Linked DNA regions of Lactuca sativa: region 2 is linked to region 1. A link is a contact called in public Hi-C data. All regions are on one chromosome and are shown on one strand. Each heading gives the region's core, a stretch centred on a gene start, on an enhancer-like site or on the middle of the called end of the contact. The rest is flanking DNA. Distances are from core to core; before and after follow the strand shown.

Region 1 (3,834 bases), core at 793-3,292:
GCGTACTGGCTGGTACGCCCAACGTACTACCCTGTTAAGCTACTTTTCCCATTAAGAACTTAATACTTAACTCCAAAGGCTATAACTATAGATCCAAGTCCTTTTCAATGTCCTAATCCATAAAGTTGATAACTTGGTGCCTTGCAGTCCACTAAATGAGACCAAACATAGAATAATAACAACTAACTCCATAGAAATAGCTAGATCTCATGCATGGTTCCATAAAAGCCCCAAAGATTGAAATTTTACTGCTAAATGAATGCTTTTGAGCTCCAAGGGTGGTAACCCTAAGCTCAAAAACGAAGTTGCATGATAAAGGTCCATCATTTTGACCTAAAAAGGTCCAAAGCTCCAAAACCCTAGATCTAAACTTCTAAGAGGAAAGTTGGGAGCTTTATACCTCCTTTGAGTGCCAAAAGATGAGATGGTTCCAGATCCTTGAGCTCAAGATACTCAAGTTCTTCTCCTCCAACTTTTCTTCACTTCTTCCAAGCTTTTCTTCACCAAAATAATCTCAAAAAGGTCAATCACACACAGCAATGGAGTATGAGGCGAATTAGGGTTTTTTAAGGGTGAGGGGCTGGTAAGGAGGCCAAGGGGTGGCTATAATGGGGGTATTTATATGTCTTAACCCTAAAAATTAGGGTTTTGGCATCTGCTCACGTACGCTGTGCGTACGTACGCGCACCTCCTGCGTCCAATGCATGCCTCTACGCCCCCGCGTATACCAAGGCTACGCGTAGCGTACCTCTTATGGGCGGCCCAGATCCTTGGCCCATTTGTTTGAGTCCAAACCAAAAGTCATTTTATCCACATTAGACCCAACAATAATTTAAGAAATAATTAATAATTAACACCTCAATTGACGGTCGTTACACATTGATTACTTCTTTATTTATCAGTTTTTTAATTTAGATAATAAATTAATTAATAGTAAAATTCTAAATTTTCTCCTATCAAATAATTGGTCTAGAACTGACCATACATTCACACAATATATGAAGTTTATACATGAATTTCTCTCTCTCTCTCTCTCTCTCTCTCTCTATATATATATATATATATATATATATATATATATATATATATATATATATAACCATTACTAGTTATACAAGAGAAGATAAAATTCGATTCTAAAAAATAAAACTTTAAATGTAGTTTAATAATTTTTTTTTTTAATTTATGTTTTTGTTTTCATGAGTATTATATCAAAATCATTGAACACAAGATCCAAGAATATATGTTTAAGATGCTAACCACATCAAACATAGATTACCCACACTTTCTCCTTTTGAGTGCACCCAATTTGAAGAAAAACTCTAACAATCCATTACTTCTTTTTTAAATTCTATTTTTCAAGTTCATGGACTTGAATTGAATATATAAATTGTTAAGTGTGACTATGGAAGTCGAGCTCAAAGGAGGACTTCTAATATCAATCTCAACCTCCATATAGACAACACCATAAAATGAAAATGAAAATGACTTCGGTCGGTCATAAACTTTTCATTTTGTTTATAATTAAACTTTGTTTTTACACAATTAACTATGTAATTTGTTAAATATATTCAAATATAATTATTGTTACCTAAAATAATGTGACACTATAATATGTTTAACTATAATATTTAAACATATTTAATAAATTTGATGGTCAATCATATTCAGGAGCGGACGCAAGATTTCATAATAAGGTTTGCACGGGAAAGTTAATGGGTTACACGACAATAGAAAAAATAAATTTTTTAAAAATTTTCAAAATTTTTCCATTACGGCCGGAAAATTTATGGGTTGTCCACTGGTGACCCCCTAAATCCGGCCCTGATCATATTAAAAAAAAAAAATTACCTATATATAAATAAAATAAAAAATTCATTATACTCCCAAACCATTTTCAAGAGCATTATCCATACTTACTTAAATTGGATAAAGATCAAATTGATTTTTCATTTATCAAATAACAAAAGTCACCTCAATATAAAATCATAATTTCAATCAGGTAGGGGATTCCCTAGAATCATGAACCAAACGTGCTAAGGATTGGAATCGGATTAAAATGTGTATTTCTTTAAGCATCAATGGAGTCATAATACATAGTCAACTCTTGACCGACATCCGGTCAAAATTAAGTTGACCTCTCGCTCTCTCAATCTCATATGAACTTCATCGCATTATATAAATGCGTCGGATTAGATTTTCTTGTTGATTCAATATTTTATTGCCAAATTGAAGATATGCTTCGCCGGTATTTCAGGTTGAAAATGGTGGAAATGAACCTATAGTGTGTGTGTGTGTGTATTTTGTGTCTCTCTGTGTGTGTTTTTATTTTCTGGGAATGGATGATAGAGGAGGACACGATGGTGGATCATTTGTCGCAGTTCGGAGGATTTCGCAAGGTCTTGATAGAAGCAATGCTTGTCATACAACAGGTATACACAATCTCCATCGATTAAATTCGTTGAACTACGTTACTTTTCATTATGATTTTGTAAAACATTGGATCTGTGTTGGTTGAATTGATTCGTGTCGCGAGTTGAGCTTGCTTAGAACTGTAAACATATCGATTGAATTCCAACTTTTCTTCGAGATTGTATAAGACTGAAATTTCAATGGCGTATAAAGTTTGAATCACTGTCAAGCGAGCGACTTTAGTTAAGAATCTGGTTCGATTGGATGAAATGGATAAAGCTTCAGCCTGCTATTGCGTCTAATCAAACAAATCTCTACATCTCTCTGCTTACAATTCATGCTTTTTGATCGGAATTAAGTATTTCAAATTTCAAATTCCAATTCATGTGCTCTGATTGACCGATTCCATTTCATTTTGAGCATAAAGTGATTCCTACTTTAGGTTTTCATTTCCCCTTATTCTAAACACCATCTGTAACAATATGCATCACTTTTCTATCTGTGAGGCCTTCATAGATCCTGTTCCATATTTCCATTACATACCTATTGATCAACATCATGACTTTTGGTAAAATTAGAACAAACTCACTTGCTCTGGTCATCTTCTTCTTCTTGTAATAGATGAGGCTGTTGCAGGCTCAACAGCATGGCTTGGCAGAAGCCTTTCATGTGTTTGTGTTCAGAGAAAAGAAGGCGACTCTCGCCCTTCATTTGATTTGACACCTGCTGAGGTATTTGTTAAACCATTTCACATGATTGATATATATATTTGATATGTTTTCAATACAACATTATAGATCTACACTTATGCTTTGTTTTTCTTTGATGTTATCAGGAGGATTGCTTACAAAGGCTGCAAAACCGTTTAGACATAGCCTATGATAGTTCAATTCCAGAACATCAGGTACATATCTTTATATCTATAAAAAGATTTTATTAATTTTATAAAAGGGAATTGACATTAATACAATAATATACCTATTTTGTTGTTGTAGGAAGCATTAAAGGCATTGTGGAAAGCTGCATTTCCTGAAGAGGAACTCAGTGATCTAATTTCTGAGCAGTGGAAAGAAATGGGCTGGCAAGGGAAAGATCCTTCCACAGATTTTCGGTATAAAAATTCCCATTTTGCCCTTGAATCCTATCATTCCCTTTTCCTATTCATAAACCATGGAGTTTTGTCATAGGGGTGGTGGATTCATATCACTGGAGAATTTACTATATTTTGCCAGAAATTTCCAGGTATACCCCTCCAAGTATAAATGAAAGTAGGATGTTATAAATTATAAAATATAATAAACAAATATATAAAAGTAGATTGATATTTATTGTGTAGAAATCATTTCAAGATCTTCTTAGGAAGCAAGAAGGTGATAGAGCCATGTGGGAATATCCTTTTGCTGTAGCTGGAGTTAATATCAC
Region 2 (3,889 bases), core at 63-2,562, 190 kb before region 1:
TATGATCCTGACAATTAATATCAACTGTAATTTCTTGCATTATATCAGTTTCTTTTGGTACAGGGAAATACGAATCATCCTTAAACTCATTAACCACATCTAGTTTGTTTGGCTCAAAAGGAACTATGGACATGGAAAAATCATACACACCATCTTCTCTCTGTGCTTGATTAGCTGATTCTTTAAGTGGGACATTCATGTCTAATTTCTTGCTACAAGAACCAATTCCTTTCTTCTTGGGCCTAATCCTATTAGGTTCATGAGAAGGATCATCATCAAGTTGCTCAATAACAACTTTACTTGGGGACATGAAGTAAGTGTGAAGTCTTGTAGAACCATGTTCAACGTACACATCAATCACTCTGTTTTGAGGGACATATTGAGCCATAGATATAATGTCTTGATCATTTTCGAGATCCTTCAATCCAAAATCTAAGTCTAGATTAGGAATTCTATTATAATAGTACATTGTGTCATCCTTAGAATACCATATCTCACGAATCATGTAATTTAGATCATGAACTGAAAAAAGATCAATGTCAACAAAGTCAAAGAATGTCAACCTTCCCTCGACGTACTTTCTTCCAGGGAACTTTGTAAAAAATCCACCATGATGTATCTTTAAAGTGAAGAAATTGTCGTGACCATCTGAAAAATAAAAATCGATGAGCTTTGAATATACAAACCAAGAAACACCAAACAAAAGATTAAACAACTCACTGTAATCTTTATCAAGGCCGGGTGCAATCGTATGAGGACCACGTAAATTCCACATACACAGTACCATTTTTAGTTGATAAACCCTAAAATCGGATGCGAGAGATGAAGGATGAAGATCATCATGATGATCAGTAAGCTAAAGTGAAGTGGAGATGAAGGGGGTTTCTTGGACTCTGGTTAATCAGAGGATAGCTTAATGACATATCACTGCTTAATTCCATCTTAAATGAGCGCCAAACATAAAAAGACGAATATACCCCCACATTAATGACCCCAAACGGTTACAAACTGACGGTGTTATAAAAAAAAGGACCTCCAATGCAACTTTTACAAACCACAAGGGCCAAACACATAAAAAAAAAATAGATAGGGACTAAGTTTGTTGCTTTTGGCAAACCACAAGGACCATTTTTGTAATTTTGTCTTTAATAATCCAATTAAAATTTAAAATTTCAAACATGGGATTGTTTTTGACGGATAGATCGGTTGAAATCTAATCGCTTAATTTTTGGTCGATAAGGGCAAAACCGTGAAAATACAGAAGAATATTCCTGGTATTTAGGGTTAGGGTTTAATACGACTCACGGCGGACCACTCCCATATATAAATCATCTTTTTCGTCGGCACATCACCGTATACCTCTCATCGCTGTCCATTCTCAAGATACCCAAAAAAACTCAAAAGATGGAGCAAACCTTTATCATGATCAAGCCTGATGGCGTTCAAAGAGGCCTTGTAAGTCTTATTCATTCACTTTATTCTTCTTCTTCACTAGAATTTCGACTTGAATTCTAAAAATCTTTTTGCTTTTTTGCTATTTTTTAGATTCCTTTTTAGATTCCGACGAAACCGTTTGTGGGTTCGTGAATATTGGAATATTATTTATAAAATCAAAATATAGATTTGTTGCTTGTAACTTCCGTTTATTCATCTCTGTTTCGAGTTTATTTTTCTAATTTTCGATGAATCTGGATGTGTTTCGATGATAATTAAGTTTATTTGGGTTTAGATGTTGATTCAAAAGGAGTTCAAGAACTTCTTATTTAGTAAGAATTTTGAAGTTTGCTTGATTTAAGAACACAGTCTCACTGCACGATGTAATAATTGCTCTAGATCTGATCAAATAGTCGATCTTGTTTGTGTTTATTAGACTCATGATTGTAAATTAGAAGTTCTAATCACTTTGATTTTGTTTAGGTTGGTGAAATCATTGGCAGATTTGAGAAGAAAGGTTTCTCCTTGAAAGGTACAATTTTTACTTGATTACATGGTCAAACTCTCATTCTATAAACACACAAACACAAGATTAAAGGTAATAAGGAATTAATGGGCCCTTAAATCATGGCAATAGGGTTTTGTTTAAAGATAAAAAATCTATTAAATCATTCAATTATTTTTATTTTACTTGATCTTTATTTTGAAAATTGAAGTAATGGTACCCAATTAGGGTGATTAATAAGGGATTTGTTATATGTTTGTTTTCAAAGGATTTATGAATTTGAAGTTTTTTGTTTTTTTTTTGATTCTTTGTGATTTTGCATCTTTTTATTTTGGTCAACAAGGATCAAAAACATCAAAATCAAAATCAGTTTTAAAATTTCTTTATTCCAATTTGATTGCCCACATCAACTACAAAATTCCCTTTTTCTTTTTGCTAGATTTGAATTTGAAGTTACATTCTTTTTTATCATTATAATTTTATCGGTTTCAATAATTTCTTGTTGGTGGGTCATTTTTGTGATCATTTTTAAATGAATCTTGGACACAATTAATAGTCATAATTCTAAAACTTACTAATTAACTGTAATTTTTTTGCTTTAATTATTTCATAATCATAATTATTTGTTGTCTTTTTGTTGCCAATGAAAATGGTGACAATTCTAGACAAACATTCATTAAATCATTCTTTTGAAATTCAAATGCCAATAAAAGTAAATATATAATTTTCGTAAAATGTAGCAAAAATCAATTTTGAAGATTAAAATAACACGCTATCCCAACTAATATTAAATAATCAAAATCAAAATATTATGTAACAAAATAATACAGTGGCTTTATATATTTTATTTGGATTCAGGTTTGAAATTCTTGACTGTTGACCAAGCTTTTGCTGAGAAGCATTATGCTGATTTGTCCTCAAAGCCTTTCTTCAACGGGCTCGTTGAGTACATCATCTCCGGCCCTGTTGTCGCCATGGTTTGGGAGGGCAAGAATGTCGTTACCACTGGCCGCAAGATCATTGGCGCCACAAACCCTGCCGAATCTGCCCCTGGCACCATCCGTGGTGACTTTGCCATCGACATTGGCAGGTAAAATCCTACACCATCTGGAGCACTTATCGGATGACTTATCATGTCATCCGATATAAATGTTTTGGTCATCTCATATAAGACGACCAAATCATTTATTGGCCGACTTTGATATCACTATTTATTCCGTCATTTGATAATGACGGAGTAATTAGAGTCATGATATCGGATGACTAAAAGTTAGTCATCCGATAAATGTTTTGGTCATCTGAAATTAGATGACCTTGACCATAACATTTAACGGATGACTTTTTAGTCATCCGATATTATGTGATAATGACGATAGTCATGTGATATTGGATAACTAAAAGTCATTAGATATATCAGATGACTAATGATTAGTGAGTCATCTGATACTGACAATTAGTTATATTACTTTCAAGAATAAAAAGAAATTTGTAATATGAACTTATTATGTTGTGGGGTGTGTAGGAATGTGATTCATGGTAGTGATGCTGTTGAAAGTGCAAGGAAGGAGATTGGACTATGGTTTCCCGAGGGAACAGCTAATTGGTCAAGCAGCCTTAACCCATGGATCTATGAATAAGCTTTGAGTTTTAATTTTCATGTTACAAACACGCCCTTCACTTGTGGACTATGAGAGGGTGTAATCTATGGTATTGTTTATGGATTTTGATATGGTGTGAGCAACTTTTTGGAATGTGAAATCAGTTTTATAATTGCTTCTTTTTTATGATCGTATTTGTGTCTGATATGGAAATGCAATTATCAAACTATCATTAATATGACCATGGTCTAACTAAAGAGGAGTCAACACATTCTATGTAAATTTCATTACAAATCAAAAACTAAAATATATGTGCACAAAACTCGTACCTTGTGCTAATAATGATAATCAT

What was found. A called contact is a pair of places that touch in the nucleus more often than the background predicts.
Region 2: a Hi-C map of seed shows a contact between it and region 1, with 2.8 times the contacts expected there. The contact joins the promoter of LOC111921430 here to the promoter of LOC111921431 in region 1. A contact is called at or near these places in 2 of 4 Hi-C or Micro-C datasets (leaf and seed).

What each region holds. Positions count from the first base shown.
Region 1 is chr1:107,825,746-107,829,579 of Lsat_Salinas_v11, reverse strand. LOC111921431 reads left to right here and starts at 2,042. Exons shown (of 9, transcript XM_023917015.3): 1 at 2,042-2,432; 2 at 3,049-3,143; 3 at 3,248-3,316; 4 at 3,408-3,523; 5 at 3,600-3,654; 6 at 3,749-3,834. The coding sequence starts at 2,339.
Region 2 is chr1:108,013,306-108,017,194 of Lsat_Salinas_v11, reverse strand. It overlaps LOC111921430 (nucleoside diphosphate kinase), which reads left to right and starts at 1,312. Exons shown (of 4, transcript XM_023917013.3): 1 at 1,312-1,455; 2 at 1,918-1,966; 3 at 2,798-3,029; 4 at 3,462-3,709. The coding sequence starts at 1,405. The coding sequence ends at 3,576.